2 separate regions of the Ovis aries genome follow, and region 2 is linked to region 1. Evidence: chromatin contacts called from public Hi-C data. All regions are on one chromosome and are shown on one strand. Each heading gives the region's core, a stretch centred on a gene start, on an enhancer-like site or on the middle of the called end of the contact. The rest is flanking DNA. Distances are from core to core; before and after follow the strand shown. Region 1 overlaps KLF6 (KLF transcription factor 6). Region 2 has its middle 160 kb from the start of KLF6.

The links. Hi-C and Micro-C count contacts between places; a contact is called where the count stands out from the background.
Region 2: a Hi-C map of tail adipose tissue shows a contact between it and region 1, with 4 times the contacts expected there. The contact joins two enhancer-like sites. A contact is called at or near these places in 2 of 16 Hi-C or Micro-C datasets (muscle and tail adipose tissue).

The regions. Positions count from the first base shown.
Region 1 is chr13:44,190,420-44,194,355 of ARS-UI_Ramb_v3.0, forward strand. It overlaps KLF6 (KLF transcription factor 6), which reads left to right. Exons shown (of 4, transcript XM_012188639.4): 4 at 1-691. Among named protein-coding and RNA genes, the nearest start is that of KLF6, 10 kb to the left of the region's middle. Within about 2 kb of position 1,897, at least 27 of the 54 cell types and tissues checked have an H3K27ac peak or open chromatin away from gene starts, as enhancers often do. A contact at or near this core is called in tail adipose tissue, where this site is marked.
Region 2 is chr13:44,341,852-44,345,888 of ARS-UI_Ramb_v3.0, forward strand. No RefSeq gene overlaps it. Among named protein-coding and RNA genes, the nearest start is that of KLF6, 160 kb to the left of the region's middle. Within about 2 kb of position 1,645, at least 17 of the 54 cell types and tissues checked have an H3K27ac peak or open chromatin away from gene starts, as enhancers often do. A contact at or near this core is called in tail adipose tissue, where this site is marked.

The sequences.
Region 1 (3,936 bases), core at 647-3,146:
TATATATATATATATATATGCACATAAGTCTGGCTGGGCTGGTATTTTGTTTGATCTTCCTGAAAATGAGCAATGGTAAAAGCTCATATAACTGGTTTGTTTGTTTTGTTTTTTTAATCTGGGCTGATGGATACACTTACCTAAAGAAATTATTTTGCTGAGGGGGAAAATGCACTTTTTTCTTTTGGCAGTTCCAAATCCAGACACTTGATTTGCTGGATTTTGGAGGAAAAAAAAAAAAACTCCTTTTTTGGCCCTGCTGTGTGCTTAGCCATAACAGTTCCATTAAGCAAGAAGGTAAACAAAAGACAAAAAATAAAAAACTTGCACTGGCTTGTCTCACTTATGAAACACCGTGGAGTGGTTTGATTGGGTGGGGCTGGGTGCCATGTATGTCAATGCCTGTAATTTTCATAATAAGCAAGTACATAAAGAATTACAATTCTGTTCAGGTGATAACTGAGCCTCAATCAAGCAGAAACTTTTTGCTTGACATTAAAAAAAAATTTCTATTAGTGAAATTTCTTTCTTTTTATTTTGAAGCACCCTGTTATCTGAAAAAAAATCTTTGTAAGATTTTTGTAAAATTTTGTTTTACAAGATTTTATTTGAAATTGTTTTTTGCAAGATTGTTATATTTCTGTATGAATGTATTTTTTATTGGAATAACATAAAAGAATTCTTATCAGCATCTTGAGTCTGGCTGTTTTGTGTGTGGCGGGGTGGTGTGGAGGGAGGGAGTGTTGAAACAAATTCCTGCCAGATTAATCACGGGGCTCCTCCTTGGGAAATCTTCCTTATGCAACCCCAGCAGCCACTTGCCTGTCTCCCTCCCACTCACCGTCCTGGCAGCAAAGGTGGAAATAGGAGCCTGGGGTTGGTCCCCTGATGCGCACTGGGTTCTCCAGGGCCTGGCCACCAGGCTTTGGGGCTCAGGAGGAAACTCTGGCTGTGCTTTCACTTGTCACTCCAGCCTGGGAATAAACTGCAGAGGCTTCCGAGGAACGAGGAACGTGGAACAAGCACCTCCTGTTCACTTCCGATGTTCCTGGGGACCTGTTCAAGGTCAGATGCTCCTCGGCACCTGTTCCAGAGATGGGGGCCACCCCCAACCTGGCCTGAACACCTGGCTGGGTTGTCACCCAAGAGGGTGGAAAGGACACAGTGGGGACAGCAGGCCCCAGAGCCATCCCTCTGGCCTTCAGGACACCCTCCCTTACCTCTCCTGCCCTACCATCACCTTCTCTGGTCAGACCAGCAAAATAGGGCAGGAGGTGAAAGATTATTTACCTGATAGACCAATTTTTTTGTTGTTGTTGTTTTCCCTTTAGGCAGATGGGATTCATTCAACGCAAATTTTTTTTTTTTTGAAAATAGGGTAGCTTTTGGTTTTCTAGAAACATTTCCCAGCATGAGATCATAATCCTGCTGTGTGATGAGTGGCAAACGAGTTTGTGTTCAGATCATGTTAAGCTCCTTAGTGGGGACAGGGTGGAACTGGTGTGTGCCTGCTAGAGGGGGCAGTGGGATGCTGGAAATTTCCGAGAGATTGAGCTTAAGCTCGTTCTTAGTTTAGGGAAGTTCTCTAGTTGTTGCAGGAAGGGCCCCCTGCGTCTGTAGCGGTTCTACATTTGGCCTCGTGAGCAGGGTTTACACAAGCTGCCTCTTAATTTGATAATTGGGGAGGAGAAGCTGAAGTGCGTCCCCAGATTAGGAATGTTAAGTAATTTTCTTTCTAGAACTGCGGTAAAAATATCAGCCATTCGAAAGGAGTGTGGTGTGGGAGGGTGAAGGAAGCAGATGCAGTTTTTGCCAGGACTCTTGGGTGTGTTGTGTTCAAAGCACATGTCAGGATGACTAATAGTTGGATTGCCCCGACTGTAGCGCTAAATAAAGGCTTGATAATGCATTCTCGACTACTAGCGAGACTTGACCACTTTGTCATGCGAGGACTATGCCGAACAGCCCAGTTATGTTCAAATAAGGCTGCTAGGAGAACTGCCATGCAAGGAATCAGCTGTAAACCAAGGATATTTATAGAAGGACAAAAATTTTCACTCTGCTTAACAAAAGTGTTGAAACCTAGCTAAAAGAAAAGATCTGTTCTGTGTGCTTTTGGACAATTTGCTGAGCCACACTGGACCTCAGCTTTCTTATTGCTGAAATATTTTGGGCTTAGTCACATGTATCTAGCGTTTTGTAGAGCACTGCAATTCTGTGGTCTGTGAGTATAGGGTGGACTTCAAATTACACGTCCACCCTCCTCGGAATGCTCCGCTCAGATCTAGAAAGTTCTCTCACGCCACAGTAGACGGTATTGTTGAGAAAATTGCTCTGACTTAGAATGGAAAGGGGAACGTTCTCAAATATCCCTTTGCCCCTTTAATTACAGTTAAGTTATTTAGACATTTGGTGCCATAATACATACCATTTTTTAAAATTCAAAACAAAAACAAAAAACAACTCTTTGAAAACAGCCATTGTAGCCACGGCAGGCCCAAAGCCTCTAAGTTCTCCCAGCTCACCAATCCCATGGCACAGGTTCCCAGCTGACCTGTGTGCCCAGAGGGCGGGGGAGGTGATGGAGTCAGGTTGTTTACTTTTATATTTTAATTGCTGTGGAGAAAGAACGTAGCTTTCCTATGTAACTTCCTTCTTAGTTTTTAACCTTATGCCACCATGAGCTATTTTTTTTCTCTAAGTTTTAAAAAATTGCATCTATGTATTATTTTATTTTTTTATCTTTGGCTGTGCTGGGTCTTCACCACCGCAAAGGCTTTTTTCTAGTTGTGGTGCCACAGTTCCTCACTACGGCGGCTTCTCTTGTTACAGAGCACAGACTCTCAGATACACAGGCTTCAGTAGTTGTGGCTTGTGGTAAGCTAGGCTTTTTTTTTTTTAACAACTTTCCTTCCCAACTTGAAATATTCCCCTCGTCAAACTGGGTGATGATGAAAGCGATAGTATCTACCATTTGTTATGTCTTAACTACGAACTGGGGAGGGAATATGTTATATATGTGTGTCTGTGTGTGACTTCATATATATTTCCCAGTGTACTTCACATGGCAGACTTTATCCCCATTTCACAGGTGAGGACTACTGAGGCACCACTAGATGAAGCTGCTTTTTCTAGGTGGCTCAGTAGGACGCATCAGGCCTGGCATCCAGGCCACGTCTCTCAAATGCCAAAGACCAAAGGTTTAATCACCCTCTGGCACTAGTTTCTGTCTCACCAGAGCCTTCCACTCATCCTGATGGATTTACCTTAAAATGAAGTTACGTTTAAGAAAGGGAGACAGAACTTTCTTATAATTCAGAAACACTGAAGCTATAAACTGTGCTGTAATCCTAAGCAAACAAAAGTAACCATTTTGAATTGCTTTCAAGAAATGAGACAGATGGCACGTATTTATTTTTAATGTTTAAGAAGCTCGAGAAAGCAGTCGGGGATGTGATATCCTACATTAATTGGCAAGCATCACCTAATGTACATAGTTAAGACACAAAGAGAAGAAAATTAGGTCCATGCATCACATAAATGAGGCAATACAGCAAAGTGTATTTAACCAGATTTATTTTATAACATGGTCTCTCTGTTTCACTCTAAGTAATTTTAATGAGAATTCTCTAAATGTCTATGAATGGTAAGAGACAAAGACGAGATGGAGTCTGGGTACTGCATGTCCTCATAGGAGCCATGCTGGATTGAGCAGTAAGCACAGAATTTTCAATAAAAGTCAGATTTAACTAGAATGCCCTTTGTCACTGTGAGTTCCTGCACATTCATGTTGCTAAACCTTGTGCTGACTTCCCTTTACATAATTGCACTAAAAAAAAAAAAGATGTCATATGATCTAGAACTCTTACTTAAATTCGTAGCTCCCATCCGAAGGTGACGTGAACAAACAATTAGTAACTTTTTACAAGGCTTAGC
Region 2 (4,037 bases), core at 395-2,894, 150 kb after region 1:
AGGCCTGGACAGCCAGGCTGTTTTATTGTTCTGAAGTCATAATGGATTGAGGACACTTTATTGCTGAAAGAATGGAATGATCAGTAGCTTAATTGAGCTGAACATAAATGACACTATTTGAATCTCTTAAAATTTGCAGAGAAACAAATCTCTCCCTTGTTGAATGTTAAGCTGAAACAAATTGTTAGAGAATTTCTGTATGTTCATTTACCCTTACCCTCATACCCTTGGTACCACATCAGAAAAAAAAAAAAAAAAAAGAGCCTTACAATTTTTTAAAAAGTCCTCTATAAATAAAATATTCAGCCTGGTACAAAACTTAGGCTAAGTTTACTTAAATTTTAACTCTAAGAGACTTTTTGATGGTCCTGAAATACTTAGTAAAATCATATAATCCAATTGGATGGTATAATCTAGCTTTTCTTAAACACAAACGACTCCCAGATTGCCACATTACCCTTTTCTTTAGGACACATTTCAAGCTGTCAAATTAGGTAAATCATCACTGGTGTTCTAGGATAGCTTATCTCTTTATTCTTCCCTGAGGTCTTTCAGTGATAAACTCCATTTGTCCCGTCATAGACCTCTAGGCTGTGAAAGACACACGGGACTTCTCCAGGGCCTGCCTTCTTCCAGGGGACAGCAGGGTGCTTATCAGTAAGCTGGGTGCCACTCATGGCCCACCCAGGGACCGGGCTGGCTCTGAGGCTTTTGTACCTGCACCTGTCACCTAGAGCATTGTTACATACTTCTGTGACTTCTTTAAACTCCTTTTTCCTCTGAATGCTAGGGAGTTGGTTTGAGAATCAGCTTTTGGATAACATTTCCCAAGGGGTCAGACTTTGCAGGAGCCCCCCTCTGCGAGTCTCTGTTACCCGCTTTCGTGTAAGGCGTGCATTCACGCTGCACGTTTGCAGGGTTTGGTGGCGTTTTCCCCGTGCCCCAAGGTGCCATTCGAAGGTTGAGTCTGGAAGCCGCGACGCCACGACCTCTCTTGCTGGACCGGGCCTCCTCAGGGACCTGTGCTTCCTGTGCCGGTGGGATGGCCGTTCCTGCCCATCAGCCCCAGGGACTGCGCTTTCTAACCTGCACTGAGTTCCTGTAACTAGGATTACAAGTTACAGCCACAGGAGAGGGGAAGGAACGTTAAAAAAAAATGAAGGTTGATTGTTTACAAGTGCTAATAAAGTTTACCTCATCTCTACTTTAAAAAAAAAAAAAGAGTAAACAATGACTGGTTGTTACCCTCAAGTTAAACTTTCATTGTCTCTGTCACTTCACGCCACTTGTACTGTGAATTCTGAATTTCAGCTTTGTCCTGTAGCGCATGGCATTGCTGGCCATTGGTTCTCTTGCAGTCAGTCTGTTACAGACAAGGAAACGAAGAGTGTCTTCAATATACTCTTTGTTGATTCTTCTAAGAGCGAGCTCACAGTCATGGGATTATACGGTCTCTTGTAACCTTTCCCCTGTCCTTCTATTTACAGTGCATGCATTTTGCCAAGCCTGGGTCAAGAACTATGTCAGAAATTCAAGCAATGCGGCAGGGTTGGATTCCTGAACACAGATTATTTCTCCTCGGCTTTGGTTTCGTAACTGTCATGTCCTCATGAATTGAAGGTTTATGCTTCTATTTTGAACCAATCTGTCAGACTCATTAGCATTCCCGGCCGCTTGCCCTACATAGTTGGAGCCGCTTCCCTCTTTAGGTGTGAGGGCAGCTGCTGTGGAAAATATTCAAATTAAGCTGGTGACCTTGTTAGCAAGGAACCCATGAGCACAGTTACCTCTGTCGGCACTGTAATCTATAAAAATATAATTTGGCTGCAGAGCTAGTAAAATGGGTTAACAATTATTTTCATTGTCTGGGCTGTTTTGTTGTTTCATTCTGCATTTGTTGTTCAGATCACCATAATAAGAACAAGGCATTCTGCCGTTCTCATTACAAGCCATGTAATGCCTAACCCAAGCAGACAGGTAGAAGAAAAATTGGAGTGAAGGAAATAGTTATTGCAGGAGCTTTCTTTTACAAGTGAAATAAGCAAGGATGGAAGAGCCGCTTCCACAGCGGCCACGTTGGGCCAGGCCCCTGCCATTCCCTCTGCTCATTCCCGACAGCGTGAGCGGCCCAGGGCTCCTGGGCTAAATTAAGTGTTCTGGATCGGACACACTGATCTTGTTCCTTTCTGGCTCTAAACATCCTCTTCAGTCCAGGTTAGCCTCTGGAGAGCAGCTGACTCCTGTCCAGCATGGAGCTCCTGCACAGCCTGGTCCCGCTCTGATCCTCCTACCTCCTGTTCTGTGCAGGGGTGTCCCAGCCTGCCTGGGACACTCACTTTCCCTGGCCTCTGGCCTTGACTAGGGTGTCACCTACACTGGGGTACCTCCTCCAGCCTCCTCGCCTCCTGCTGACCGTGCCTCAGAGGCTCTTTCTGCGAGGGAGGCGTTCTCTCCATCCACATCTAAGTGTCCTTGTCCCCTTGCAGAGCACCTCGTAGGGAGCACGCACCATAGATGAGCTGTTGTGGGTTCCTATGCCTTGTTCAGGCTGGCATGGAGGTGTGGCCAGTGTCTGCCCTGTCTGCTTTGGCTCCAGAGTCATATGCAGCTGACCTGGGGGTGCTGACCATCTCCATTGCACTGCCTGCCAGCCCCTTACCTACTGCTGCCCACACCCCGCTCCTGGTTTTCCCACTCCTCCTCACCCCACCCTGCCAAGGGCACCCATGGCGGTACGCTGATGGCACAGCCTGGTGCCTCTGGTGCCCCGGTGTCGCTTCTCCTCTGCTTGGCGGAGAGGACCTCAGCCACTTGCTCCTGGAGATGAGAGGATGCAGCCACGTGCTGCTTCAAAGACGGGGCTCAGAAAACGACTTCTCTACACATCTCTAGGCCACCTGATTTTCGGTTTATTTGGACAACATTGGTTTATAACATTCTGTAAGTTTCATGCGTAAACCTTGTATTTTGACCTGACTTGTGTATACACTGCAGAGACTACCTGTTTTTAAATCTACTCCTCAGTGTGAGGAATAGTAATATAATTTTATTTGTTTTAAATGTGCACAGATACTCATGGGAAATAACCCTGCTGACTACTGGTTTGGTGCTTTTCCAAGTCATTGCAAACTACCTTTTTTGTTTTTTTTTTTTTTTTTTTTCAGATTTACAATGTGCTGAAAACAAAGTTTAAAAAGGGCAGATGAACAGGGTAGATTCTAAGAAGAAAAATAGGGAATTTGAAGCCATATGTTTATCAGGGAGCGTGGCACTGTGGTCTTTGTTCTTGGCTAGATTCCTGCTGCAGCTGCCTCTGCGGCGTCTCACTGACCCATCAAGTTTCTCTGTCTGTCCCGGCCAGTTTCCAGGTCTCTGTGCATTCCTGGCAGAGACAGGGGAGCCTGGTTTTCCACCCTTTGCTTCACTGCTGTGTCTCAGCCGTCTCATTTGCTCCCCTGTGGCTCTTTCTGCTGCTTGTTTCACTCCCAGAAATCCCAGACTGCTGTTGTATAAATCTGTCCTCCAGGGTGCACGTCAGGGTGGTCCCTGTCGTTGTCACTCTCCTTCTCGTAGAGTGTGTGAGCACACGTGCCTGTGTGCGAGCATGTGGCTGTGTGTGTGTGCGTGTATGCCCCAGCACACGCAGCCACCGTGTGCATTCTGGGTCAGTAAAGACAGGTGGCTGGGTTCTGTGGCAGGACTTGTGCAAAGTTATTAGGTGAGTGTGTGACATGTAATAAATATTTTAAAAAGAAGCAGGGAGGAGGGTACTGGTTTTATTAGTGCTAAAAAGTAGTAAGAAGGAAACAAATATTCCTATATTTGAAGTGACCTTTTGAAAAAAGTTTTTGAATGTTTAGTTTTTACTCATTTTGACCTTAAAATTTTAATCTAAGGAGCATTTCTCAAGTATGTCCACCTGATGTAAATAAACTGTTACTAAAAACTAAGGAGATGTTTAAGAATAGGCTCAGTGACAGAAAATGTGACATGCTGGCTTAAACATGCTTAGGGTGGGTTCCATCCACCTTGGCTGG